Regions from separate parts of the Anser cygnoides genome. Here regions 1 and 3 are each linked to region 2. Evidence: chromatin contacts called from public Hi-C data. All regions are on one chromosome and are shown on one strand. The core of a region is the stretch at or near the end of the contact, and the rest is flanking DNA. Distances in the headings are between cores, read along the strand shown.

Evidence for each region. Hi-C and Micro-C count contacts between places; a contact is called where the count stands out from the background.
Region 1: a contact with region 2 is called in a Hi-C map of liver, with 5 times the contacts expected there. The contact joins the promoter of OCLN here to the promoter of CIRBP in region 2. A contact is called at or near these places in 2 of 7 Hi-C or Micro-C datasets (both in liver).
Region 3: a contact with region 2 is called in a Hi-C map of liver, with 1.6 times the contacts expected there. The contact joins the enhancer-like site here to the promoter of CIRBP in region 2. A contact is called at or near these places in 2 of 7 Hi-C or Micro-C datasets (both in liver).

What each region holds. Positions count from the first base shown.
Region 1 is chr27:1,262,350-1,266,270 of Taihu_goose_T2T_genome, forward strand. OCLN (occludin) reads left to right here and starts at 1,600. Exons shown (of 8, transcript XM_066983783.1): 1 at 1,600-1,746; 2 at 3,344-3,921. The coding sequence starts at 3,362. It overlaps OCEL1 (occludin/ELL domain containing 1), which reads left to right. Exons shown (of 5, transcript XM_048052460.2): 2 at 27-208; 3 at 356-527; 4 at 623-673; 5 at 834-1,411. The coding sequence ends at 953.
Region 2 is chr27:874,321-878,205 of Taihu_goose_T2T_genome, forward strand. CIRBP (cold inducible RNA binding protein) reads left to right here and starts at 2,296. Exons shown (of 6, transcript XM_048051980.2): 1 at 2,296-2,415.
Region 3 is chr27:613,941-618,102 of Taihu_goose_T2T_genome, forward strand. All of the region lies in intron 3 of ARID3A (AT-rich interaction domain 3A), which reads left to right. Among named protein-coding and RNA genes, the nearest start is that of ARID3A, 13 kb to the left of the region's middle. Within about 2 kb of position 1,356, at least 2 of the 3 cell types and tissues checked have open chromatin away from gene starts, as enhancers often do. A contact at or near this core is called in liver, where this site is marked.

The sequences.
Region 1 (3,921 bases), core at 350-2,849, 390 kb after region 2:
CCCCCCTTTCCCTTTGTATCTTGAAGCCTCCGCCGGCCCGAGCCAAGCGCATCGCCTTTGAGGATGAGGTGGGACCCCCGGGGAGACCCCTGGGGAGGGCCACGGCTGCCAGCGCCTTCACCGAGGGGGGTGAGAGGTTGGGGGCCTTGATCTGCTCCATCCCCCCCGGGCTCGTGCCGCGGCCGTGCACTGTCCCGGACTACGTGGTGTAAGTGACCCCAGGGCAGGGGACGGCCACGGGATGGGGTCCCTGGGGGTCCGGAGCCCCCCCGTGCCTCCGTGCTGGGGCACAGCTGGGCTTCCAGCCCAGAGCGGGGACCCCCCCGAACTTCGTAACCCCCCCGTGGCCGTGCAGAAAGTACCCGGCGATCCGGAGCGGGCGGCAGCGGGAGGAATACCGGGCTGTGTTCAGCGACCAGCACGCCGAGTACCGGGAGCTGCTGGGCGAGGTGCGGGAGGCACAGCGGAGGCTGGGGGAGCTGGAGGCCGCCGCGCGCCGCCTGCCCCGGCACGCGCTCGGCAGGACGGTGGGTGTCCCACGGGCGTCACGAGCGGGCAGGGCTCAGCACCGGGCCGTGCCGGCGGGGCTGGGGACGTTGGGCTGCGTCTTTTCGCCCCGCAGGATGAGAGCAGGGTGGCCCGCGTCTGGCGCGAGGTCCTGAGGAAGAAGAGGGTGAGTAGGGGGTCAGGATTCGTGCGCTCGGAGCCACGCTGGGGGGGGCGCGAGCTTCCCTGCCATCCCGGAGCATGGGGGTCCCGGGCACCCGTGGGACCCCAGCGCTATGGCGGGGTCTCTCCGGGCTGAGCACAGCGCCGCTGTCTCCCGCCGGCAGGATTCGGCCTTCCTGGAGAAGCAGCGGCGCTGCCGCTACCTGAAGAAGAAGCTGACGCACATCAAGAGGCAGATCCAGGACTACGACCGCGGCGCCCGCGGCAGCGCCGTCTACTTCTGAGCCCGCTCACGAGGACCTCTGGGGACGACAGCCGGGGACCCCGGGGCTCTGCCAGGTCCCCCCACCCCCACCCCGAGCCCTGGGGACCCCGCAGGGCTCAGCACCGGGGGGTGACGGTGCTGCGGGGGCGAGCAGGAGGCACCCGCTGCCCCCCACCCACCGCACCCACCTGGGCACGGGGAGCAAACCTGCGGGTTTTGGGGTGCCTTTGGTGGCCCCGCACCCGGCGTGGATTCGGGAGCACCCAGAGGGGTGCAGCTGCGGGGGGGGGGCGGGAGGGGAGGGGGGCAGAGCTGCTTTTAATAAAACCCGTGATGTTTTTCGGGGGGCTTCAATGCGTGTCCTGGGGTGCCCGCGGATGATGGAGGCGGGGGGGCTCCACCAGCTGGCAACCCCCCCCCAGGGACGCTCCTGTCCCCTGGGATAGCGAGAGGAGCCCCGGTACCCAACAGGACCCCCCCCAGTGCCACGGCTCCGGATGGGGGGGGGGGGGGGGCACGGCCCTGGCCTCTTTGCGCCCCCCCAGCCCCCGGGGACCCCGAGCCCTCCCCCCCCCCCAGCGGAACCGCCGCGCGTGTGAGCCCCCCATAGCCCCCCCCCCCTCCCCGGAGCCGCCGAGCCCCCACCGCCACCTCCCCCCGGGCGGGGGCCGGGCGGGGAGCAGCGGGGCCGCCCCCGGGGCTCCCCCCCCGGAGGCGGAAACCGGGGCCGGTTCCCTGCAGCGCCCGGCGGCGGCGGTGCCGCTGCTCCCGGCTGCCATTTTACGGGAACAAAGAGGCGGGGGGGCGGCCAGGTAAGGGGCTCCGGGACCGGTATCGGGGTGGGGGGGGGTCCCCAGGGGCTCGGTCCCCGCCGCACGCCGGGGGGGGGGGGGCTCGGGGAACCCCCGGGGGCTCCGTCGGGACCGGAGCGGGCGCGCCCGGTTCCCGGAGCCGCACCGGGCAGGTGGGAGGCGGCGGCGGCGGCGGCGCTTCCCGGGGCTCCGCGGGAGGTTGGGGGGGTGCAGGGGTGTGGGGGCGGACCCCGAGCCCCCCACCTTTAAAAAAATAAAATAAAAAATCCCCCAAAAAACCAGCGCGGGGACGGCGCTGCCCCCGTCGGGACGCGGACACCGGGGTTGAGCCCCGGTGGCGGGGAGGGGGGCGCGGGAGCTGGGGGGTCCCCGGGGGCGGGGGGGGGGGTTTGCAGCTCCCCTTGCTGCTGGGTCTCCCCCCACGCCAGCCCAAGGCTTTGGGGCTGCGCAGAGCTGGGGGCAGCGTGAGGATACCCGAGAAAAAAGCCGCGGGCACCCCGGGAGGTGCTGCCCCGCTCCTCCAGCGCCGCGCTGGGGCACGGGCTTGGGACCACCCTCGTTTGGGGCGAAGGGACCGAGCCCCTGGCCCCCAGGTGGCCACGGACACCCCGGACCCGCTGCCACCTGCCCCCGGCTTGGGTTTCCCATGCAGGGTTCAGGTTCCTCCCCCCCCCTCCACGCTGCGTCCCGCTCCGGCGATGCCCGCCGGGGGGGTCCCCGCTGAGCTCTTGGGGTTTTGCTTTTCGTGGGGTGGAGAAGGGCGGCTCTGTGCAGCCCGGAGGTGGTGGAGCAGCGCCAGGAGCCCGCTGGGCTTTGCAGAGCCCCTGCTTTGCCCCCCAGCCCCCTCGGAGGGGTTCCCCGCTTCCAGCAGCGTTATCCTGGCGTTTCTCCCCGGCCCTCCAAAACGCTCCCGGCGGTGGTTTGGCTCGGAGTAAACTTGTGGGAAAGCAAAGCCAGAAGGTGTTTTGGAGAGGCCAACCGCACGGAGGAGGGCAGGAACCGGAGGCAGGGAGCGACTGTGGGGCTGGGGCGGCCCTGTTGGGGCGGGGGTCCCGGGCGGGCGGCGCCTGGCTCCATGCGGCAGCTCTCCAGCGGTGGCAGCGAGGAAACGCGTCACCCCCCTTTGATCTGCCCCCATTTACCGCTTTTCACTGCGGTGTTGGTAATGTGCCCTGTGTTATTATTATTATTATTATTATTTTTTTAATCCAACCGGAGCTGCTTACGGAGAAACCCTCAGGGTTAGCGCTAGCCTTGGGTAAGAGCTTTTCTGGTTTAATTAGGGTTTTAAACAATCCAATGCATTCAGGCGGCCGCAGTCGGGTGGGGGCCGGGGCCGGCAGCGCGGGGTCCCCAGCGCGGGGCAGGGCTGGGTGTGCAGGGAGATGCCCCGTGACTCACTCGCCTCCCTTCTCCACCCCACACCTCAGTTTCCCCGTGAGCAGAGGTGACTCCCGTGGCGTGGCGTCGGGCACGGGCGGGCGCTTGTTTACGGTGACGGGAGGCCAAAGTCCCCACCGGGCGCGCGGAGACGTGGAAACCCGGCGGTGCCGCGCGCGCCCGCCTCGCTCCCGCAGCTCCGTCCGTCTCCCCCCAGGCTCTCCCCACCGCCACCATGTTCAGCAAGAAGTCCTACGACGGCCCCCCCATGAGTTACGGCTCCCCCACGGGCTACGGGCCCCCGCCGGGTGATTACGGCTACGACTACGGCACCCGCTCGCCCCCGCCGGGCTCCTACTACATCGAGGATGCGCCGCAGCACTTCTACAAGTGGACCTCGCCGCCCGGCGTGGTGAGGATCCTGGAGGCCGTGATCATCATGCTCTGCATCGCCATCTTCGCCTGCGTGGCCTCCACCCTCGCCTGGGACTACGGCTACGGCTTGGGGGGGGTTTTCGGAAACGGGCTGGGCGGCTACTACGGCTCCAGCTACTACGGCAGCGGGCTGGGCTACAACTACGGGTACGGGGGCTACTACGGCGGGGTCACCAACCCGCGGACGGCCAACGGCTTCATGATCGGCATGGCCGTGCTCTGCTTCCTGGCCCAGCTGGGGCTCCTGGTGGCCAGCATCAGCAAGTCGAGCAGCTCGCGCTCCCGCCGCTTCTACCTGGTGGTCATCGTGGTGTGCGCCGTGCTGGCCTTCGTCATGCTCATCGCCTCCATCGTCTACGT
Region 2 (3,885 bases), core at 1,046-3,545:
GGATAAGCAACTCCCTTAGGGAAAGCAGTGAGAGAGGAGGGAATATTTTTTCCTGCGGGTTTCGGGGCCGCCCGTTCTGAGCTCAGCCCCAGCTCAGCATTCCGCTCTGTGCTTCCGAGTCCGAGGCTGGCGATGAGACCACCGATGGTCCCGTGGGGCAGCAGGGGCCGGGGGCTCTGTAGGGACAGGGCTCTGCGTGCTCCCCCCGCCGTGCAAGCCCCTGCTCCGTGGCGCTGCCAGGAGGAAGGGTTTGGCGAGGGGACCCCTGGCTCGGGCCAGCCTCCGTTCCTCTTTCCCTGCAATCCCGGCAGAAACAAAGGGCGAGGAGGCGGCTCTGCCGGGCGGTTTGTGCTGGCGGGCGCTGCGGTAGCGGCGTGCACCCCCCCGGCTGCGTGCAGGAAGGGTGGTCCCGGCGCTTTGCTTAGGCTCGGGGGAGGAACACGATGGCGGAGTGCAGAAGCGCGGCTACGTGGACGGTTTTGTGCCCGCTCCCATCCTGCTATTGCACAGCTTGCGTAAGCCGGAGCCCCAAAGCGGGCTGCGGGTGCTCCTCCAAAGCCCCGGGGTGCTCGCCCACGTCCTCCCGCTGCCCCCGTGCTCCTCCCCACCCTCCTGGGAGCTGCTTTCCCCAGCCCTCGCTGGAGGCAACGGCACCCAGAGGAATTTGGGGCTGCTCAGGTTTGGAGCTCCCCGCTTCGGGCCGCGTGGCTCTGGGCAGACCCCGGAGTGCTCGGTGCTGCGGGGTGAGACTGGCCCCGGAGGCCTGGAGGAAAGCCCCTGCAAAAAGGTCCCAGGGGGGACCCCCAGCCTGCAGGAAGGGCTGCGGGGTGCACCCCTGGCAAGGCTCCCAGGGTGGCAGGGAAAGGCCTGGGCTGGATGTGGAGGCTGCAGCGAAGGCAGGACAGAAGGGCAGGTATTCAGCACAGCTCCGTCACTGCCCACCTCGCGTATTTCAGCGTGGTGCTGAGGGCTGGTGTGCTGCCTTCGGGAAAAAAATATTATCATTTATACCATGTTTGGTACCGTAATCTCTGTCACTGGAGGCTCTTTTTTATTTTTTTATTTTTAACAACAACAACAACAAAAAGGGTGAGACAAACATCTGTCAGGAGCGGGGTTGCATGATTCAACAGCCGAGCTGATCCCCGCAGTCCCTCCGGCCTCCTGTGATTTATGACTGAGCGATGATCGCACACCACAGCCTACAGACGTGAAGGCACGGCCTCCGCTTTGAGGAGCACGTAGTCCGAGCCGCCTATTTGGAGTCCTTGACGAAGCCACGGCGCTTTCACCATATTAGGTCACCACGAGCACCGCCGTCCCTTCTCGTCGGGCACCCAAAGGCGACGGAAAATGGGCTCGGGCGCAGGAGCCTGAGCCTGTGCAGGCGGCTCAGGCGTGCAGCCCTTCTGCAGGGCGCTGCACATGTTAGTGCCGCGCGGTTCCCTTGCTGCATGGCTTCCTCGCTGCATCGTTCCCTCGTTGTCCCATCGAGCAGGGCCGGTGCCAGCCTCTGCTGCAGGGAGGTTTGCTCCAGGGAGGCAAAGCAGGCGTTACGCCCAATTAACTGCCCTAACAACCTGCGAAATCTGCCGGGCGAGGTATTTACTGAGCTACTACTCCCAGCGCCGGTTTCAGCCGTAGGTAGCCCTGCGGTGTGTGTCGAGGTTTCCCTGTCCTGGGTCCATCCTGGGGCCCGTGGTGCTGGGCACGACCGCCGGCTCGGAGCAGGGGCAGCTGCCCGCAGCCTGCAGCGCCAGACGCTGCGCCTAACGCCCTGGGTCAGACGGGGAACGAGCAGATCTGGAGCACGCGAAACCTCCCGAGAGCAGCAGAACTGGGGCGGCAGCGGGGGGCAGCGCGGGCGATCTTGGTTAATAGAGCAACTCTGTCGGTGTCAAAGGAAGGGCATTGATGTGCACCCAAAGCATTATGCCCCCTGCTTTTTGTGGACAGATCCAGCCTCTGCTGGGGAGAGCTGCAGTCCCCATACACCAGTCCCATGGGGAGAGCTGCAGTCCCCATACACCAGTCCCATGGGGAGAGCTGCAAGCCCCATACACCAGTCCCATGGGGAGAGCTGCAGTCCCCATACGCCGTCCCCACAGCCTTTGGTCCTGCTAGAACTAAAACACCCCTGAAGCAGCGCAGGGAAACAGCTCCATGTGTCAAGGTCACTTTATCCGCCCTTATCACGGACCAGAAATGCTTATGTTAACGTGTCCCTAATTTAATCAGAATGCCGTGCTGGGGATGGGAGCTCAGGGCTGCGCTGTCATCTTCCCCTCTTGAAGGGCAAAAATCAATTTGCGGTCTCATGCGGCTCACGAGCCCACCCTCCTCGCTCCTCCGGGCCACGGCTGGTGCACAGGCAAAAACCACGCAGCCCCACGCAAAATTGGCCAGAATCGAAAGGTAACCCGGGCTTGTTCAGTAACTCAGACTCCCTTCAAATTGGGAAGCGCTCATTTTATTTGCACAAAATATTGTACTACTTTATCTGACTATTCAGAGTTTCATCTCGGTTTTAAATATTGCACTAATATTTTCCAAATGTTGAACCTTTTCTTCTCGTTTTACTGCAGAGTGTACCACGTGCATTTCATTACCAGTAGATCGTATATATGACGCATATTATTATAATTACTTAACGTTCGTATTCCGCTCTCAGGACTGGGAAGTTAATTAGTTTTTTTCACAGTTTTGCCAGTAAGAAAATGCTACTACTACTAGATTGATGTCTCATCAGTGTTGTATTTTTACGTGTTTTGAGCACCCCGGCGGTGGTGCTGTCCCTGCTGGCGCTGAGCTCGGCACAGCCCCGGTGCTGTAGTGCCGCAGCACCGAGCCCGCAGACGGCGTGCTGCTGCTGAGGAGGAACGAAACAGCAACAACTAAACTAACTAAAATAGCGCGTACGGCAGCAGAGATTGGGGCAGAGAGCAATACCGAGATTCCTCTGCATCTCGTAATTACTACACCCGGCTGTGTACAAAACAAACTGCGGGGCCCAGTCGGTGTGATAACAAAGCAGAGAGGAACAGCCCCGCTGAGAGCAGGGAGCGGGCAAACGCTGCTTTTCGGAACCATGGTGGGCAGAAAACTTTGCATTTTGCTGTGGTTTATTTTTGACTCTTTCCATTTCCATGCTCAGGTAGGAAACCGGTGACGGTGCCGGGGGGCGAACACCCCCGGTGTCACTGATCCCGTGCTGCCCTGCGCCGAGGACGCCCGCGGCCGTGGCGGTGTCGGGGGGAAGGAGGGAGGCCGGGCACTGCGAGCTGCAGGGGAGGGACGTGGCGGCCTCCGCAATGCACGGTGGCGGTTTTGAGGCAAAACTGCAGCTTTGGGAGGAAAAGCTGGGAAACTGGTAGCGCTTTTCAAACCAATGCAGTCCCATGCACAAGTGCATGTTCACCTCAGTTAGGGCCCTGTGGGAAGCCTTTAACGCAGAGACATTTTCACGTTAGAACCCCCCAGTCTGGGCCCTTAACCACTTCAGTGCAAAACAGAGAAGTTTTCATTTTTCATTTTTATTTTTATTTAATTAAAATGTTTGTGCTTTGGAACCAGTAACGAGGCTCTCCCGCCCCACAGGGCGACCGCCGGGCACCGGGGATGAAGGGGCGGCGGGGACACGCGGGGACGGCCCCGACGATGAGGGAAGGGGCGAGGGGCCGGGAACGGGCCGGGCCGGGCCAGGCCGGGCCCAAGATGGCGGCGGCCCCCTCAGGCGGCCCCTTTGTCTGCGGCCGCCGCATTGCTGCGAAGGGCGCGAAACTGGGGCAGCGCCGCCACGCCCCCTCGGCGTGCGGGCCGCCAATGGGCGGGGCGGGGCGGGGCTTCGGGGGGCCCCAGCGGCCAATCGGCTGCCTCCACTTCCTT
Region 3 (4,162 bases), core at 106-2,605, 260 kb before region 2:
GCACAGCTGAACCAACAGGAATAAGGGTTTATTTAAAAGAAAAAAAAAAAATGTTGCAGAGAATAGAGCAAGGCCTTTGTCAGCAAAGCAAACAGTCGCGCCTGGAGCGGAGCAGTTGGGCAAGGGCGCAGCGTTGCTCCATCGCCCTATTTCTGGCCGAAACCGCAGGAGAAACGCGAGGCTGCCTTTGGGGCCGGCCGGACGTGCCGCAATCGCAGGGTGGGGGGCGTGGGGCCCTTGGGGGGGGGCAGGGGCCGCTCCCCGCGTGCGCGGCCCTGATAAGGCACCTGCCCGCGCGGCCGCCGCGCCGGGAGCCGTGGGCGCAGCTCCTGACCCCCTCCGTGACCCTCGGAATAAGTCACTTAATCTCCCCGCGCCTGGGTCTCTTGTCTGTAAAGTGGAGCTGATGATAATCCTGCCTTTGTCGTGGCTGCTCGGAGGCAGGGACCTGGCTCCCCGGGGAGGGGGAGCCCTGCTGATCCCCCCACCCCCCCCCACCCCACAGGCGCTCCAGGGAGGGGGACGGGAGCTGGGGAAGGGCAGCCCGGCCCCACGGGCAGTCAGCGCGGTGCAGGCACAGCCAACAGCGCAGGCACCTGCTGGAAATCCTTCCGGTGAGGGGCTTTGCCTCCTGCCTCAGTTTCCCCCCGTCCGAGCATCCCACCCTCCATCACGTGCGGCGTTGCCCGGAGCGAGCCCGTCCCGGCGCTGTGCCCGCCTCACGCCAGCCGTGGGCGCAGGGGCCGGAGCGGTGCCCGCCGCCGTGCCCTCTCCCCGCTGAGGTTCCCCCGCGCGCCTGAGCAGATTTGCGGTGATGGTTCCCAGGGCTGACGGCCCACAGCTGGCTGCCCGTCAAAAACCATCTGCGGCGGCTGGACCTCCGCCAGGGACCGCGGGGCTGGCAGGGCCGGGGGTGGCGGGGCCGGGCAGGAGCCCCCGGCCCCGTGGCGGCGGTGGGGACGGCTCGGCAGCGCGGCAGCGCCCGCCCGGGACGGAGGCGCGGGGCCTCGCATTTCAGGAACAGATTTGCAATTACACAAATCCCCGGCCCTGCCGGGCTGAGAGTGGAAACCCTGGGTGACTCATCTGCTTTGGCTTACAATGATCTCCTTTCTAAGACGATCATTTACATATGGTGGAATTTAAACCCCGGCTTGCCTACAACGGCTAATTCAGCCGCGCTCCTGCCCCTTCTCGCCTCTGCCTGCGCAGGTGCTGAAGCTGCGCGCCCTGCCTGCGTTCCCTGCCTGCGTTCCCTGCCTGCGTTCCCTGCCTGTACGCACTGCTTGTGTTCCCTGCCCGCACGCCCTGCCCGTACGCCCTGCCCGTACGCCCTGCCCGCGTGCCCTGCTCATGCACCCTGCCCGCACCCTGCCCACGCCCTCCCCAGGAGATGGGTCCCTGCCCGCCGGCCCCAGCCTGCCGTTCCTATTAGGCTTTAATCCCCCCAAAAAACCCCGGGGAAGGCTGCCCCGATCCCACGAGGTTTGGGTACAGCCGGTGGTGCCCCTTGGACCGCCCCGGCTCTGCTGCTCCGGTGCCGGATCCCTGGCCGGTGCCGTGCCCGAGCCGTGCGCGCCGGGTGCATGGGTGTTGCTGCCTCGGACGAGCTTTCCCAATACTTACTGACTCCACTGAATTAATATTTGCACAGGGTCAGGTGTGATAGAGAGCATGTGTCAAGGGCATGCACAAACACATACGTGGCGAAGGGCTGCAGGCAGCCGTGGCGCTGCTGGTGGGAGCTGACTTCCAAACGACCTTTCCTGGCTGGCAGCTTTTGGCTTAAAAGAGAGGAACTGGCCCCAAAACGGGGAGTGGGCATGTGGGGTGCTGACAGGGCTGGGCTAGCCGCCCCCCACAGGAAGGAGAGGGGCTCGGACCCCCCATGCCACCGGAGGGGGGGCACTGGGGACTCCAGGGAAGCTCGGTCCCGGCTCTGCGGTGACCAGTCGGCACACCACGCAACGCCTGGGTGTTTGCGTTCAGCCAAAAACCCCTCTCTGCTTTTCATTTGAGCCAGAGCCCCGCGAGCTGCCTGCAGCGGCTTTGTCCGAAATAGTTGTTCAAAACGCGATTGCAGCAGAATTCACTTCCTCCTTTGCAAAAAGGGGAAAAAAAGCAGCGAGCCAGCCAACCGTCCTCGAAACCGGAGCTGGGTCTGGGCCCGGCTTCGGGCTGCTCCGGCGCGCTGGTGATGCTGAGCGCCCCGAGCCCGTGCAGGGCGTCCTCCGCGTGCCCCCGGGAGCGGCTCGGGCCCCTCGGGGTGGCCCAAGGGTTTTGTTCCGAGCAGGCGGACCCGCAGCAGGTTTTTCCTTCTGCTCCCTCTCCCCTCCCTGCCACTTAAGCCGACAGAACCGGCTGAGCCGATCGGTCGTGGGGCGGGCGCTCGCCTGCTCCGCGCCTTTCGGCCGCGCGCACCCCGGGTGCCTTCGCAGCGCGGCGCTGGGACCGGGCAGGATCGGCCCCGCAGCGTGGCAGGGCGGGCGGCCGACACGGGGCGGACAATGGGGGGTCAGGGAGGTTAAACGGCGACTAATTCGCCCTTTCAGCATCTCCCTCTGCTTCCCGGTGACGCCCGCATTGTCGGCGCTGACACCGGCCCGCGTCCCTTGGCCGGTGGCACAAGGCAGGGGGTCCAGGGCGCGTCCCCGCGCGGTGCCAAGTGGCAGGGACAGCGCTGCTGGCCCTGCATGGCCCCGGGGGAGCAGCGCCAGAGGGGGCCAGGACCCCCGTCCCACCAGGGTGCTGGCCTGGGAGGGCGAGGGGTGCCGGGTGGCTCAGCTGGGGACGTTGTGATGGGCTCCTTCGTCCCTGCGGGACCAGGAGGGGGACGGTGCCACGCGAGGTGCCCCGGGGCATGGCTTTGGTGTGCCGCAGCGGGAGGGCTTCAGCACGTGGCTGTGGCCGGGCTCGGTGCGGATGCTGCGAGGTACTGGGGGGGATGTGGCTGTGGTGGCGCTTGGGGTTTTCACAGGTGCCGGTGGCCTCGGGGGGCGGGGGCAGCCCAGTCCTTTGAGGAAATCGGGAAATTGGGAAATTATCCCCGTGGTGCAGGAGCAGTGACACCTCTGAGGGGGTCCCCAGGGCCTGCCACCCGCCGGGTCCTGCAGCCCCCAGCTCCTCCCAGGCCCGAGAAGGGGACCGGTGGGGGACAGGCACCTGCGGCGGGGCCACGTCCCCCCGGTGCGGGAGGTGGCCGACCTGTGGAGGGGACAATGCTGGGAACCGGAGGGAACAATAGAGCCGACGGGAAGCGCGGCACCGACGACCCTGTAAACCTCTCCCAGCAAACGTACCCAGGCTCCCCCTCCGGAAAGGGGCCCTCGCCCGGCTGCCCCCGGGGACGGGGAGCGCCCGCGCCGCCCCCCTGCGCCCCGCCACGCTGAGCTCAGGCGGCAGGAATCCGGCCGGGCCGGTCAGCGGGCTCCCTGCGGCACGGCCGCCCGCGCGCCCTCGCTGCTGCCGGAGAGGCTGCCCCGGCCCCTGCTCGTGGGGAGCCCCCCCCGCCCCTCTGCTGATTCCCGGCTCCACCGAACCCCGCTTTTGGGGAGGGGGCTCGGCACTGGCGGGGGTGCCACGTGCCCCCGAGGGGCTGCCGGGGGATTAGGGGCACGCGCGCAGGGCAGGGCCGGGAGCAGCCCCTCCAGCGGGAGGTGACCCCGTCCCTAAGCCGAGCTCTTTATCTGCCCGCGGGATCGGGGACGGGGACGTTCGCCCTTCGGCTGCTGGGGGGGGCCGGGGGTGGAAAGGGAATCGGCCCCGCGCATCACGCGGTCTGGCCGATACGAACCTGATACCCCGGCACAGCTGCTGGGCGGGCGGCCCCTTCCGCGGCCCCCCCCGGCAGCCCCACGCCCGCCGAGCCGGGGGGGTCGCGCCGGTGGTGCCGCCGTCCCCGCAGGGCTGCGCTCGCCTCGACCGGGGCACTCCTGCGGACCCCAGACCCCGCGGTGATGGTGCTGCTGGCACCGGGTGCCCCAAAGCCGCGAGCGGGTCACGGCTTTACGGGAAACCGCGTTCGAGCAGCATCATCCGAAACGTGTCATCTCAGGGCTCGTAACCAACCCTCCAGTCTAGTTTTTACAAATTACTTTCTTTTTCTAAAGAAATCAACCCCCCCCCCCACCTCCACCCTCCGCACCCCGAATCCGGGCCCCAG